2 separate regions of the Sus scrofa genome follow, and region 1 is linked to region 2. A link is a contact called in public Hi-C data. All regions are on one chromosome and are shown on one strand. The core of a region is the stretch at or near the end of the contact, and the rest is flanking DNA. Distances in the headings are between cores, read along the strand shown.

What was found. A called contact is a pair of places that touch in the nucleus more often than the background predicts.
Region 1: a contact with region 2 is called in a Hi-C map of omental adipose tissue, with 3 times the contacts expected there. The contact joins two enhancer-like sites. A contact is called at or near these places in 1 of 5 promoter capture datasets (liver), 9 of 47 Hi-C or Micro-C datasets (embryonic fibroblasts, fetal skeletal muscle, liver and 5 more) and 1 of 2 datasets of contacts at active chromatin or transcription factors (skeletal muscle).

Annotation. Positions count from the first base shown.
Region 1 is chr2:79,358,618-79,365,600 of Sscrofa11.1, reverse strand. It overlaps ADAMTS2 (A disintegrin and metalloproteinase with thrombospondin motifs 2), which reads right to left. Exons shown (of 22, transcript XM_021084334.1): 6 at 3,179-3,335; 7 at 883-988; 8 at 24-167. Among named protein-coding and RNA genes, the nearest start is that of GRM6, 100 kb to the left of the region's middle. Within about 2 kb of position 5,005, at least 8 of the 83 cell types and tissues checked have an H3K27ac peak or open chromatin away from gene starts, as enhancers often do. A contact at or near this core is called in omental adipose tissue, where this site is marked.
Region 2 is chr2:79,159,083-79,165,705 of Sscrofa11.1, reverse strand. No RefSeq gene overlaps it. Among named protein-coding and RNA genes, the nearest start is that of ADAMTS2, 21 kb to the left of the region's middle. Within about 2 kb of position 3,550, at least 2 of the 83 cell types and tissues checked have an H3K27ac peak or open chromatin away from gene starts, as enhancers often do. A contact at or near this core is called in omental adipose tissue, where this site is marked.

The DNA of each region.
Region 1 (6,983 bases), core at 3,756-6,255, 200 kb before region 2:
GGGAGATGGGGGGTGGTACTCACTGCAGGTAGCGGCTCAGCTCCTGCTGGCTGCAGCGGGACCAGTGGAAGCGGTGGAAGGCTGCCTGCACCAGCGGTGCCATGATGCTGCCCAGCCGCACCTCGTCGCCGCAGCGGTTGCCCTGCCCGTCATGCTCCATGCCCAGCCTGTGCGGGGAGCCAAGGCAGCCTTGCTGGACCCTCACCTGGTTGCACTCACCCGTCAGCTCCACTCCGCCGAGACGCTGGAGGGCACCCTCAACCACCCGCAGCTGGCTCCCACCACCACCCCAGACCTTAGCTGGCCTGGTCTGTCCTGGGCCAGGCGGTACCTATTTTCTACCAGCTAGATTCTTAAAGCCAGGGGATTCTGGGGTGACAGCATCCAGCAGAAGCCCCCTCAGGTATCCGGTCCCCAAGGTGGAGCACTGCTGCATGAGAATGCAGTGGAGGCCGAGGTGCCCTCTCCATACCCAGCAGCCCTGCAAGTTTTTCCATCAATGCTTAGACAGCTCCAAGATTTAGGTGGCGCCTGGAGCATGTCCCCTTCTCCCCAACTTCTGGGCAGAGGGGTGGCTTCCCCACCTCCAGCTCTCTGCTCTTGGGCAAGGCTTCCTCAGAGCCTCAGTTACTCATCTGTAACATGGGGTAAGGAGACCCCCCTGCCCAGCGGCTTGAATGGCATAATGGATGGAAAGCCCCCAGCTCCTGCTTGGCCCTTAATAGAAAGGGGGCCTCGGGCCTGCCCTGTGCAGCATAGGGTCAAGACATCACATCTTCAGGGCTGTTTGTGCAGGGCCTGTCCCTCTCAGGGCACAGAGGAGAAGTGGGAACGCTGGAGCCTCCACCTTCCCCAGATAGCAGGGACGGCGAGGCCACTTACACATGGCCAGTCTCATGGGCCACCACGAACGCTGAGGAGAAGCCATCCTCGTGGTTCAGGGTGCAGCTGCGGACAGGGTGGCACATCCCGGTGACAGGAGCATAGCCTGGAAGGAGACAGAGATCGATTCCAGCTCCCAGGTCCAGAACCCTGCCCTAACTGGGAACTTTGAACCCAACGCCCCTCAACATCCTCTGAGAAAACGAGCAGAGTCACCTCCCCCTTGGCTGGCACAGCTCAGGAGACTGCCCCGTCCCCACCCAGGGCAGCCACGTGCCCGTCAGGGGCCACACCACAGCCAGTCAGTTTCCTGAGTCCAGGTGTAACCTAGCAGGACGCTGTGCCCCTCAGTGGCCCCCTGCCCGCTGTTCTATTTCAGGCCACCTCCCCCTCTTGGCTGAGTGGCCCTCGGCCCCTGGGCAGCATGCCTCCTGCTGCTGCTGCAGGCACCCTGGCCCTTGTGCCCGACCACACACCCTGAGCCCACTCCCTCGGGGGGTCTTCTCTGGCTCCCCCGTGGCTGCTCTGGGTTCCGGGAGACCCCAGTCAGACCCATGGCCAGAGCGCAGAGAAGGCTGCAGTGACAGTGGCCCCGAGCTGTTCAAGGGCAGAGTTGGGCCTGGACAGCCGACGTGCCATGCTGCCCAGCTGAGTCGTGAAAGGGGACTGGCCACCTGGACGGGGCTGCAGAGCAGCCACAGACAACAAGGCCCTAGGAGCCCTCCACCTGGGAACCAGGCGCTCTGGCCAAGGAGATTCTGAGCCACATTCCTGCCGAGGGATCCCAGGGTCTGTCGGGTACAAGTCAGGAAGGGGCAAGACGCCCCCACAGGCAGAAGGTGGGGAGGGCAGCACAGGAGGCAATGCCCCACAACAGGAGAGCTTAGGACCCTCCCGCGCCACCTGACCCCATCAAGGGCTTGCTGAATTCGCAGGTAACAGTGAGGGGACGCAGTGGGTTTTACCGGCCCAGTTACAGTGCGTGGCCCAAGGAAGCAGCTGGGATGGAGCCTGACAGGGAGCTGGAAGGCAGGAAGGCCTCTCTGGGGTATGACCGGTCTGTGGACTGGCTGGTCCCCCCAGTTGGGCTGAGCCTGATCACGGGTGTCTTTTTCTCTCCCCTCTCCGCCCCCACACACTTTGTCTTTTTCTTGTTTTTTTTTTTTTGTCTTTCGTCTTTATAGGGCCTCTCCCTTGGTATGTGGAGGTTCCTAGGCTGGGGGTCAAGTCGGAGCTATAGCCACTGGTCTAGCCAGAGCCACAGCAACAATGGATCCGAGCCTTGGCTGCGACCTACACCACAGCTCACGGCAATGCAGGATCTGTAACCCACTGAACGAGGCCAGGGATCAAACCCGCAACCTCATGGTTCCTAGTCGGATTGGGGAACCACTGAGCCACAGATGGGAATTCCTTCTTTTTCTTTTTCAGCCTCACCCACAGCAAATGTAAGCTCCCAGGCCAGGGATCAAATCCGAGTCAGAGCTGCCACTTACACCACAGCTATAGCACCCCACTGTGCCAGGTTGGGGATTGAACTAGCACCTCCACAGAGACAAGCTCACAGAGTGTCTTTAGCTGTCCCCAGGGAAGGCTTACAGGACAGCATTCACAGCCACAGGGAGGAGGAGGGTGATGGGAGGGTGGGATGCTGAGACCCTGCTCCAAAAGGAAGAAATCCAGCGAGCGGGCCTTGCCGCTTGCCCCTGGACAGGATAAAGAAGCCCAGGAGTTCCTGCTGTGGTGCAGGGGGTTTGAGACCTGGCATTGCTGCAGCTGTGGTATGGGTCCTGCGTTGCAGCTGCAGCTGGGATTTGATCCCTGTCCAGGGAACTTCTGTATGCTGCAGGTATGGCTGAAAAAGATAAAAACAAAAGACTAGGGGAGGAGTTCGCTGGTGGTGCAGTGGGTTAAGGACCTGGAGTTGTCACTGCTGTGGCTCTGGTCGCCTTTGTGGTGGTAGTTGGATCCCTGGCCTGGGAACATCTGCATGCTGTGGGTACAACCAAAAACAAACAAACAAAAAACAAAACCAGGGGAAGCAAACAACTGTGAAGCTCAGCCTCATGTCCTGTCTGGTCTCTTCCTGATCTTTGCTGTGCCCCGGGGAGATGTGGCTTCCTGGAGGAAAGTGTCAGAGTCCCTGGTGGTTTTCAAGAGCCAAGAGGGCACTAGTGCTTGCCCGGTGCCTGACACAGGTCCCCTTGCCCGGACACCCTTCCCAGCCCGGCCAAGACTGCCAGGGGCTCACGCTCAGCCGCCCTCCTTCCTGTGGGCCCCGCAGGGCGAGGCTCACCTTGCATGCCCGAGGGCCCAAAGTCCTGCCGGGTGAGGAAAATGGCATGATCGTGGTACTCCTCGTGGCCAGTGTCCGGCTTCTGCTGCAGGTAGGCCCAGCGGCAGACGTTCTCCAGACTCTGAGAGGGGTTTCCGATCTCAATGAGGCTCATGGACTGCAAGGGGCAGGAAAGACAGAGAGAGAGAGAGGAGTTGGCATCTGCTGGTCCAGGTGCAAGCTGAGCAGACCTCACTGACTGGGGACCTGGACCACGTGACACTGAGCCTGGTCCCTCTCAGGACCTCCCACTTGGCTCCATTCTCCTGATTGGATGGACAGGCTCCTTGGCCACACCCACCTGCACGAAGTCACTGCACACTTCCTGGCAAGACGTGGGAGCAAAGCTCCGAGGCCGTCTAAGGGCCTCAAGGGACTCAAGTTAGGTCAGTGGAGCTGAGGTTCAAAAGGACCAAAAAAAAAATACCCGGCTGAAGCAAGTCTTGCCTGGTGGCAGCCCCCTAAACAACTGCCCATAAGCTTCTGCCTCTTGCACCCCAGGCCCAACCCTTCTTCAATCTACTCCTCCATCTGCCTGAGACCACCAGCCTCCTCGTGGGGTCCACCTGCCTCAAAGGGCTCCTCACAGACAGGTGTCCAGGCAGAGGGTCCAGGGGGTCTGGCACCCACATGGCTCACCTGAGCTCTAATGGGATCTCCCCCTACTCCACTGCCACCCGGCCCATGTCCACAGTCCTCATATGGGCCCTGCTCTCTGGGGCACCCCAGACCCCTCCATTCCATGCATAGGCTGTAGCCCTTGGCCAAGTGAAGACAGAAGACTCATCCATTTCTCCTTCAGATGTGATGGAGAGAGGCTGGGAGCATTGCCTGTTGCAATTAAGAGACTCTCAGGGAGGAGCTCCCTGCGTAGCTCATCAGAAATGAATCTGACTAAGTATCCATGAGGATGCAGGTTCAATCCCTGGCCTTGCTCAGTGAGTTAAGGATCCGGCGTTGCCATGAGCTATAGTGTAGGTCACAGATGCGGCTAAGATCTGGCATTGCTGGGGCTGTGTAGGCCAGCAGCTATAGCTCCCATTCAACCCCTAGCCTGAGAACTTCCATATGTTGTAGTGCGGTGCTAAAAAGCAAAAAAAAAAAAAAAAAAAAAAAAAAAAAAAAAAAAAAAAAAAGGAAAAGAAAAGAAAAAGAAAAGAGTCTCACGCCCAGTTCACTGTGGTCATTTGCATTCCTCCTGTCCCCAAAGACCCCTATCTATCCGTCTCCTGGCTACCTGCTCCTCCCTGCATTGGCTTCTCTAGGAAAACTTTTCATATGACTCAGCCTGTTCCCACCTGTGCTGGGCTGGGCACTGCACACAAGGCTATGGTGTTCCAGGGGGCAGCAAGGGGATGGCCCCAGAACTGGCTGAGGCCCTCACAGACCAGCCTCCCTCCTTCTGAGGGAGACGCGGGCACCAGCTGTCCAGAGCAAAGTGCAGTGCAGGGCTGTTTTTACAGCAGACAGGGCATTTCTGCACCCTGGGGCTGGATGGTAGCTGTGGGGTCCATGTATCAGGGCTCACACTATGAGCAGGTCACTAGGCTCTGGGTTCACACATATCATCCAATTAAAACAGTTGCCCTCAGATATAGATGTTGTTATTATAATATTTTCCATATCAGACAATTGAAGTAACACACTGAAGTCTAACCTCTAGAAAGAGATGGAGGTGGGCCTGGAAACCCCGCCACTTCCAATGGTGGGGCCATCTCCCTTAACAGGAGGAAAGGAAGGGTGAGCACCAGAGGTGGCCACCAGGTGGCGCTGCTGCCACAGGAGAGGCGGCGTGGGTGCTCAGCGGTGGGAGGGACACAGAGATCCCAGGGCTGTGTGGCTCTGAGTAACCCAGGCACCGGGTCAAAGGGGACCAGCGAGGCCCCAGACAGCCTCTGGGGTCCCCCCTTAAACAAATCAATTAGGATCTGGGCTGAAAGTTCTGTTCCAATCAAGGCTGACATTTCCATTGTTTGCTCTAGAATGTGCTGAATTATTTATGCTCTTCCTTCCCTCTGTCAAGGAGACAAGAGCAAAGCAGGACCAGCAGCCTGGAGGCTCTGCAGGCTCAGTCACATATCCGGGTGCCCCACAGACCACAAAGCCCACCCACAGGGCACCTGTAGGTGACAGGTGAGGCTCACCTGGCTAGACTGGGGCTCTTGGCTTGGAGGCCTGCTCCTCTCCCCACACTACATTCTTTAAGTTACCTCACTCTCCTGGGCTCCCCATCCGCAAAGTGGGAACAACGGCACCACTGAACTGGGAGCTCAGGTGCTACCATCCATGGTAACCAGCATCCATGATGTTCCTTGTCCTTGTCCCTTGGCTTGTGTCCTGGGGATCTGACTGCAGCCCCACAAAGCCTTCTCAGCTGCCCTGACCCCAGAAGGTCTCCCACTCAACCTGCCCTCCCAGAGACACAAAACAGGACAGCATGTGTGGAAGTGGAGTCCAGACCTGCTGGGTTCAAGAGGGACGAGCGCACTTCTTGACCTTGGCACTGCTGACATTTGGGGCCAGGAAATTCTCTGCGGTGGGGGCTGGCCTCTACTTGCTAGATGCTACCAAGGTGGTGGCGGGGTGGGGGGGTTGTGGCAAAATTGCCTTTTGTGGAGAACCACTGGCATGGGGCACCCTGAGGGGATCCAGCCAAGGAGCCTGGAGCTGGTGTTCCCCAACCAGTGGAACAGCAGCCGAGCCCAGCCCCCTCTCAGCCATGCACGTGAGACCTCGGTAGGCCATACCCTTGTCCTGTCAGGTGGGGGTGACAACGCGACTGCCCCCAAAGAGATGATCTGAGGGAGAAGTGCGTGAAGTCATGTCAGGGGCCTCAGACAGGGCCTGCCTGACCCAGAGGGGGTCTTGCAGGCTGTAACTGGTATGAGCAGCCTTATTCTGCTGTCCCTTGCTAACGCGTGCTCATCTTACTGGGGACCCTAAGGTTCAGTGAGGGTAACTTGCTGAAGGTCCCAGAAGGATCGACAGGGCCAGAATTCACACCACACCCCCTGGCTGGGGGAAGCATGGGCTCCCTGGAGCCTGGGGGCAGTGTGTGTGTGGGGTGTCTTCTCCCTGCAGCTCTGGCCCGCGAAGCAGTCCCCGGAGTCCAAATTTCATCGGGACAGGCATCTCAAACCCCAACACCAGAGAAGGCTGGAAGGTGTGATCCTTATTTCTCTGCCAGGACTCCTGCATCATCAAGGCGCATTCCAGACATCCTCCCAGAAAGCCCACCTGCCAGCGCCGCAGTCGATACACGAACACCCCCAGGTTCAGGCCTGCGCGGCGCTTCTGGCCCCACTGCTTCTTGTGTCTCTGGACCCTGGAGGGTCTGGCACAAGAGGTGGGACGGGAGGGTCAGGGGCTGGACACCATGCCCGGCACCCATCAGGTTGGGGGTTCGGACCCAGTCTCTGGGGAGACCAGCAGGTGGTCCCTGGGGTGCTCTGAATTCCCTACACAGCAGGTAGGTGATGGCTGGGGACATGCAATAAGAGGACGGTGGCGCTGGGCCCTTGCACACCAAGCCCTGCCCCAGCACACCCTTCTCTCGCCTCCACTGAGAGACTCAGAACTCCTCTGACCCCTTCCTTCCAACACTGAAAAATTCCTGAGAGTGTTCCCTGCTTGGTCTTGACCTGGCCTTTCATGACAAGATACCTTATGTTCTTTGATTGTCCCCAAGTCTCTGATTTCCATTTGCTTTGATTTTTATCATCTTAGGAAATATTTAAAATGAGAACTGTTCAGTAGCTTTGGTGCT
Region 2 (6,623 bases), core at 2,301-4,800:
AACACCAGATCCTTAACCCACTGAGCAAAGCCAGGGATCGAACCCGCAACCTCATGGTTCCTAGTCAGATTCCTTAACCACTGAGCCAAGACAGAAACTCCAGCCAGGGTGTTTAAGCTGATTTAAGGACAGCAGTGTAGACAGATGGACTGGGGGACCAGGTGGGAAGAACAGAGCAGGCCAAGGGCTGTGAACAGCACCAGGGGCATGGCCTAGACCACACCCCCTTTTTTTAAGGGCCTCACCTGCAGCATATGGAGGTTCCCACGCTAGGGATCAAATCAGAGCTACAGCTGCCAGCCTTCACCACAGCCACAGCAATGCCAGATCCAAGCTGTGTCTGGGACCTACACCACAGCTCAGGGCAATGCCGGATCCTTAACCTACTGAGCGAGGCCAGGGATCGAACCTACAACCTCATGGATACTAGTCAGGTTTGTTCCCATGGAGCCACAACACAAACTCCCTAGACCCTCCCTTTAAATGCCTTTACAAGGATCCCCTGAGCTCATATAAGCAACCCGCCAGGGATTCCATTCCAACCCTGCTTTGCCACCCACTAACCATCACCATAGGCACACCCTTCTGCCCTGGGCCTCAGTTTCCCAATCTGTAAATTTGGGGAGCTGATCCAGTTGATCTCCTGAGTCCTTTTAGCTCTAAAATAGTCTGAGTGGTCCAGGAAAAGCCTGAACAAGCAGTCCCCTCTTATCAACATTAATTAGAAAACATGTTTCAAGGTGATGGGGCCCCAAGAGGGAACCAGGTAACAGCAGGTTTGCAAGAGAATTCCCAAGAAGCAGTTCTGTGACCTGGAGCTCCTTACTCTCTCCCAGGGAGTGGATGTGAGAGGGTATGTGAGAGCACGGTCTCAGAGAAGGGGAGCCTTCAGGGTGGCGTGGGACCCCAGCAGGGTCCTTTCACAAGGAGCCTTGCCCCCAGGGGTAGCCTACTAGCCAGAGGGCAGTCAGGAGCAGCTGGCCGGAAAATCCCCGCCCACAACAAGGAGCACAGGGCCCCGGGGCTTTGGGGAAAGATTCCAAGAATCTGCGAAGGGCAAAGCCATCTCTCAGCCGTGGCTCCTCCCAGCTGGCCCCATGTCCCCCACTGCACCGCCCCATGAGTGACAGAGAGAGGCAGACAACCTGGCCTCTTCCCAAGGTACACAGCCCCCCAGCAGAGCAGAGGGCACCTTACTTTGAGCAAGATTGAAATGGTGACTAATACACCAGACAGGGCACCTAAAGGTAATGAAAGGACACAGCATGTGACACAGAAAGTGACTGTGTGATTGCTTATTACCGAAGGGCCAGCCTAGGTGAGGATGTGGACGAGTCAGCAGACCGGATGGGTCAGACGTGCCAGGGCCCTGAGGTCTCAAGGCTGGACCTGGCAGCCAGGTTCTCCCCAAGAACCTATCCAAAAGCCCAATCCCTGCATCCTTCCAACCTCAGAACCTCTCGGCATCTCTAACGAGATGCTCGGAAAGGCCTCCAGTGGGCTAATTCAGGCTCTAATGGAGAGCCCCTCCTCATCGACACCCAGGACAAGGAGGGCCCTTGGCTCACAGGAGCTCCCATGCCACAGCCTGCCACTTTGTAGGGTCATCTACTCTGGGAGGTTCCATACACAAACTCCTTGGTGTCTGCTCTGTGCCCTTGGGCTGAGTGTGGGCACACGGAAATAGCAATACAGGTTGACCTCGGAGATATTGAGGGTTCAGTTCCAGACCATGGCAATAAGGCATACATCGAAATAAAGCATGGCCCATGAATTGTTTGGTTTCCGAGGGCATATAATAGTTACATTTATGCCATGCTACCATCTATTAAGTGCGCCATAGCATTGTCTTTAAAAAGTGTACATACCTTAATTTAAAAATACTTTATTGCTGGAGTTCCTGCTGTGGTACAGTGGATTAAGAATCTAACTGCAGCGACTTGGGGTGCTAAGGAGGTGTGGATTCCATCCCTGGTGCAGTGGGTTAAAGGATCCGGCGTTGCTGCAGCTGTAGAGTAGCTTGCAGCTCTGGCTTGGATTCATCCCCTGGCCCAGGAACTTCCATATGCCACAGGTGTGGCCATAAAAAAACACTTTATGCTAAAAAGTTGTAACCATGATCTGACAACACAAGGTTGCCACACTTCTTCAGTTTGTAAAAACTGCAATACCTGTGACTCGCGACAAAGCAAAGCACAATAAAACGAGGTCGGCCTATAGTTAACCCTTGTATTCGTTCACCAGGGCTGCCTTGACAAGGTACCAGACCAAGTGGCTGAAACCACAGCAGTCTACTTCATCATTCTGGAGGCTGGAAGTCCAAGATCAAAGTGTGGGCAGGGTTGGTTCCTTCTGCTCCCTCTAAGGCGTCTCTCCTGGCTTGTGATGTCTGTCTTCTCCCTGTGCCTTCCCTCCCATCATCTTTCTGCTGTGTGTGTCTGTGTCCTAATCTCCTTTTTTTTCTTTTCTTTTTTTTTTTTTTTTAGGGCTACACACACAGCATATGGAGGTTCCCAGGCTAGGGGTCTAATGGGAGCTACAGCTGCTGGCCTACGCCACAGTCACAGCAACAGCAGGATCCAAGCTGCATCTGGGACCTACACCACAGCTCACGACAACACCAGATCCTTAACCCACTGCGCAAGGCCAGGGATCAAACCCTCATCCTCCCAGAGACCATGCCAGATCCTTAACCTTCGGAACCTCGATAGAAACTCCATAATCTCCTCTTCTTATAAGGACCCCAGCCATACTGATTTAGGGCCCACCCTAATGGCCTCATTTTAACTTCACTATCTCTTTAAAGACCTTATCTCCAAATACAGTCACAGTCTGAGGTACATACTGGGGGCAGGGGATAGGACTTCAATATTAGAAACTGGGGGAAGGGACACAATTCAGCCCATACCATGCGTCCAGCACTTGTTATCTGAGGGCAATATTCCAAGTGCTTCATCCCTTACCTCGCTTATTCTCTAAACAACGCTCTGAGTTACACACTCTTTTATCAACCTCATGTTACTGATGAGAAAACTGAGGCTCAGAGAGGTTAAGGCAATCGTCCAAGGTCACCCAGCATGGTGCTGTCTGCCTCCCATCACTGCAGTCGCCTATTTTTCTCCACCAGCTTCCCAGCACCCACACTCGCCTGGGCCTTGCCTGTCCCTCCACTAGAAGGGGGTCCGTGAGAGCAGGAATGGACTGTTCCCTCCCTGAGACCAGCACAGAGAAGAGGCTGCATGAGGATGTCACAATCAGAGAGGGGCACGTTCATGCTAACACATTCCCTGCCCTTCGAGAACTGCAGCCCCCACAACAGGCTTCTCCTTTCAAAGCTTGGATCAGAGCTGAGCCCCCTGGCAGCAAGCTCTCCCAGCCCCAGATCTACCCAGGCACAGGAGCATGCAGAACCCCTTGATAAAAATCAATGCCTTGGCCAGCGAGCAGCCAGGCCTTGCTTCCTGGGGCTCCACTGTATCCCAGCAACAACACGCACATCCTCTTGTCTGCAGGCTCCTGAGAAGATGCTGTTCTCAGACGCTAGAGCCCCGCCAGTTCCGGCTGGAGCCACTGAGCCTGCAGCCTCCGCCCAGGGCTCCCATGGGCTCACCTTCTGGGCCAGAGACCGACCCCCAGCGGGCGAGGCTGAGAAAGGTGTCCCAGGTCAAAGACCCTGCTGAGCGGGGCCCCAGGTTCTGCTGCCCTCCCAGCAGGCAGTGAACCTCTTGCCTCAGGGCAAACTGGAGGGAGGCCTTTCTGAAATGTGAACAGCAAAGATCTGGGTCAAAATAAACACATGTGCAGGGCATTTTATGGAGACACAGCCACTTGAATTGGGAAGGTATCATCCTCCCGCCCAGAGACCAGCAACAGAAGTGGGCACTACCCCAGACCCAGCGGAGATTCTGGGCCTGTCTGGTCAGAGCTGCTGCTGGACTTGAGCTTGTGTGATCTGTGATTGGGGTCCCTGATTCCAGAATGTAGGCAGCCTGGTCAGCTGCAAGACCATCCTCTGGTGCCCTGTGGGATGGGGCTGCCAGCCGCTGGCCCTGGGGGAGGAGGCAGGTGGCAGGAGCCCACCCCAGGCTCATGTGGACGGTGCTGCCCGCCCCTCCCTCCCTTCCCAGCCAGAGTCACATATTTTTAATTACCCTATTTTACTATTTCCTCTGTCTTGTTTAGTCCATTAGCTCAGGCTATTTACTCCTGTACTTTTAACTTGAAAAAAATTTTTGTGGTTCTTTTCCTGTTTTATCTCAGCCTTTTATCATGGAAGCTCTCTGTTCATTTCATCTAGCTTATTTCCCTTATCTTGTTTTTCCAATTTATTGTTTGATTTCCAAGAATTCTCTCTTTCAATCTGGCCTTGGCCATGGGTAGCGGCATTTTTGGACTGAAGAGCCAGGTTTGGGAGCCTGGCAGGCCTTGACCCAGATATGACTCTGTAAGCTGGTGACCTGGCCTCTGAGCATCTCTTTAGGTCTCTGAGCCTCAGTGTCTTCATGTGACCAAAGGGCACAGTCTACAGATGGGGGAGAAGCTACCTGAGGGGGGCCCCAAAAGTGGACAGAGGAGGGTCCAGGCAAGCTGAGTCTATGTCCAGGGTCCCCTGGGTGCAGCAACCCTTGGTTCCGAAAGCTGGGTCAGAAGGAGGAGCCCAGCTGGGGGAGGGCCCAGAGAGGGAGAACTTCAGCCTGGTGACTGGATCCCAGAATGGTGACAATATCACACACACACACCCATTTACATGACTGAGTAGGGTCTTTATCACAGAGCAAGAAACTCGCCTGGAGGAACCTGGTTTCATGAAACAGGCTCTGCCACTTCAGAGCAGAAGCACGCGGGCCCTGCAGGGTCCCTCTCTGGTGGGGCACCTGTGCCAAGGCGGGCAGGTGTCAAATCATGTGACCTGGGAAGGGAGGGGAGCCGAGTTATGAATGCCTCGGACCTGGAGCTGCGTGGGGCTGTGGGGGAGGCTGGAGGGGGAGGGGTGACTCAGCCAGTCTAAGGGGTTGAGACGTCACCCTGGGCAGATTTTCGTCAGGAATTCAGGAGAGGAATTGAATGTCCTCGGTTTAACCACAATTTCTCCACTGTTTTAGGAAAGAACATACTAGATCCCGCATGATTGTTTGGGAAAGAATTCTCATCCCCTTAGGCTGGTGAGCAGCATGAAGAGGAGACGAACAGAACAGAACACGGGCCACAGGACCAGGAGGTAGGACATGAGATGCAGAACGAACATCTCCTGACCAGTAACAGGGAACAGGCACCGGTTCCAGCACCGACAGTATATGAGCTGGAGTTCCCATTGTGGCCCAGTGGGTTAAGGATCTGGCATTGCGGCAAGCTGCAGCATGGGCCTCAATTGCAGTTCGGATCCCATATTGCTGTGGCTGCAGTGTAGGCTGGCAACTGCAGCTCCAATTCAACCCCTAGCCTGGGAACTTCCATATGCCCCCCCCCAAAAAAAAGCATATGAATTGTCAAGGACATGAGAGTGGTTGGCACCCAGAGTTCAGCATCCAAGCAAAGGCTCTGCTTCCAAAGCAAGCTCAGAAAGCTGGAGGTGCTGCTGTGGATGGAAATAACCTGGAGCGACGGGGAGGAGCCCAGGTATATACTCCCACGTGATACCATAGCTCTCGTGTCTGGCACCCTCAGTACCCACCCTGACTCCTAGCCATCTATGCAGCACCACAGCGTTTGCTCCAAAACCTGAACCAATCCCTCCACTTCCTCGCTGAAACCTGCCCATCACTCCCCAAGTCCTACAAGATAAAGGGCGCCTGCCTTAGCCTGAGCTTCACAGCCTGTTATCCAGCCCAGACCCCTCCTCCTGGGCTCTCCATCACCCCCAGCTGCACATGCCCTCCCGTTCTCCAACGATAGAAGCTTCACACCCTGGTCTGTGCATCTGCTTGTCCATGATCAGGCCAGAGGACCCCCATTTACCCATGAGGAGGCAGCAAAGTCACAAGATCTTGGGCTTCAGAGTTTTCAGACATGGATTCATACTCACTAACACCCACTGCGACCTCAGGCAAAGCCTGAAGGTAACATCAATCTGCAGCCCGGTGAGCCATCTTCCCACTGCTTCTTCTGCCCTTCATATTGCTGGTCACCTTCTCCCAACTGCCCTTGACCAGGATGACACAGGAAACTAGACTTTAGAAAGCCATTGTATGTCCCTGGCCTTAGTGGGTCCGATCAGAGTGACCTCGGGGTTCTGGGAGGGAAAGTCCCTCGGTCCCATGGGTGCCTCCGAAGGAGATAAAGCTCTTCTCCAGGAGGGGGCGCTGTGAGGGTGGCAGTTGGGAGCTGCTGCAGCTATTTGCTTCCAGGGTGGGAGCCAGGCTAAGGATGAATCCAGCCTTCAGAGGGAGCAGAGTCAAGGGATCCCAGAGGACTGGAGCTGGTCCTTAGGGACCTCACTAGAACGGCTGAATTGAGCCTCACCTGCAGTGTGTCTGAACTTGTCAGTAATCTGAGCCAATAGATTCCCTTCAGGGTTCAAGCCACTTTAAGTGGGCTTTTCTGTCACTTATAGAAATTCCCAGCGGACCCCAAAGCCCAGCGCTGGGCCTGGGCCTGCTACACATGCCATCAACAGCCACCTGCTC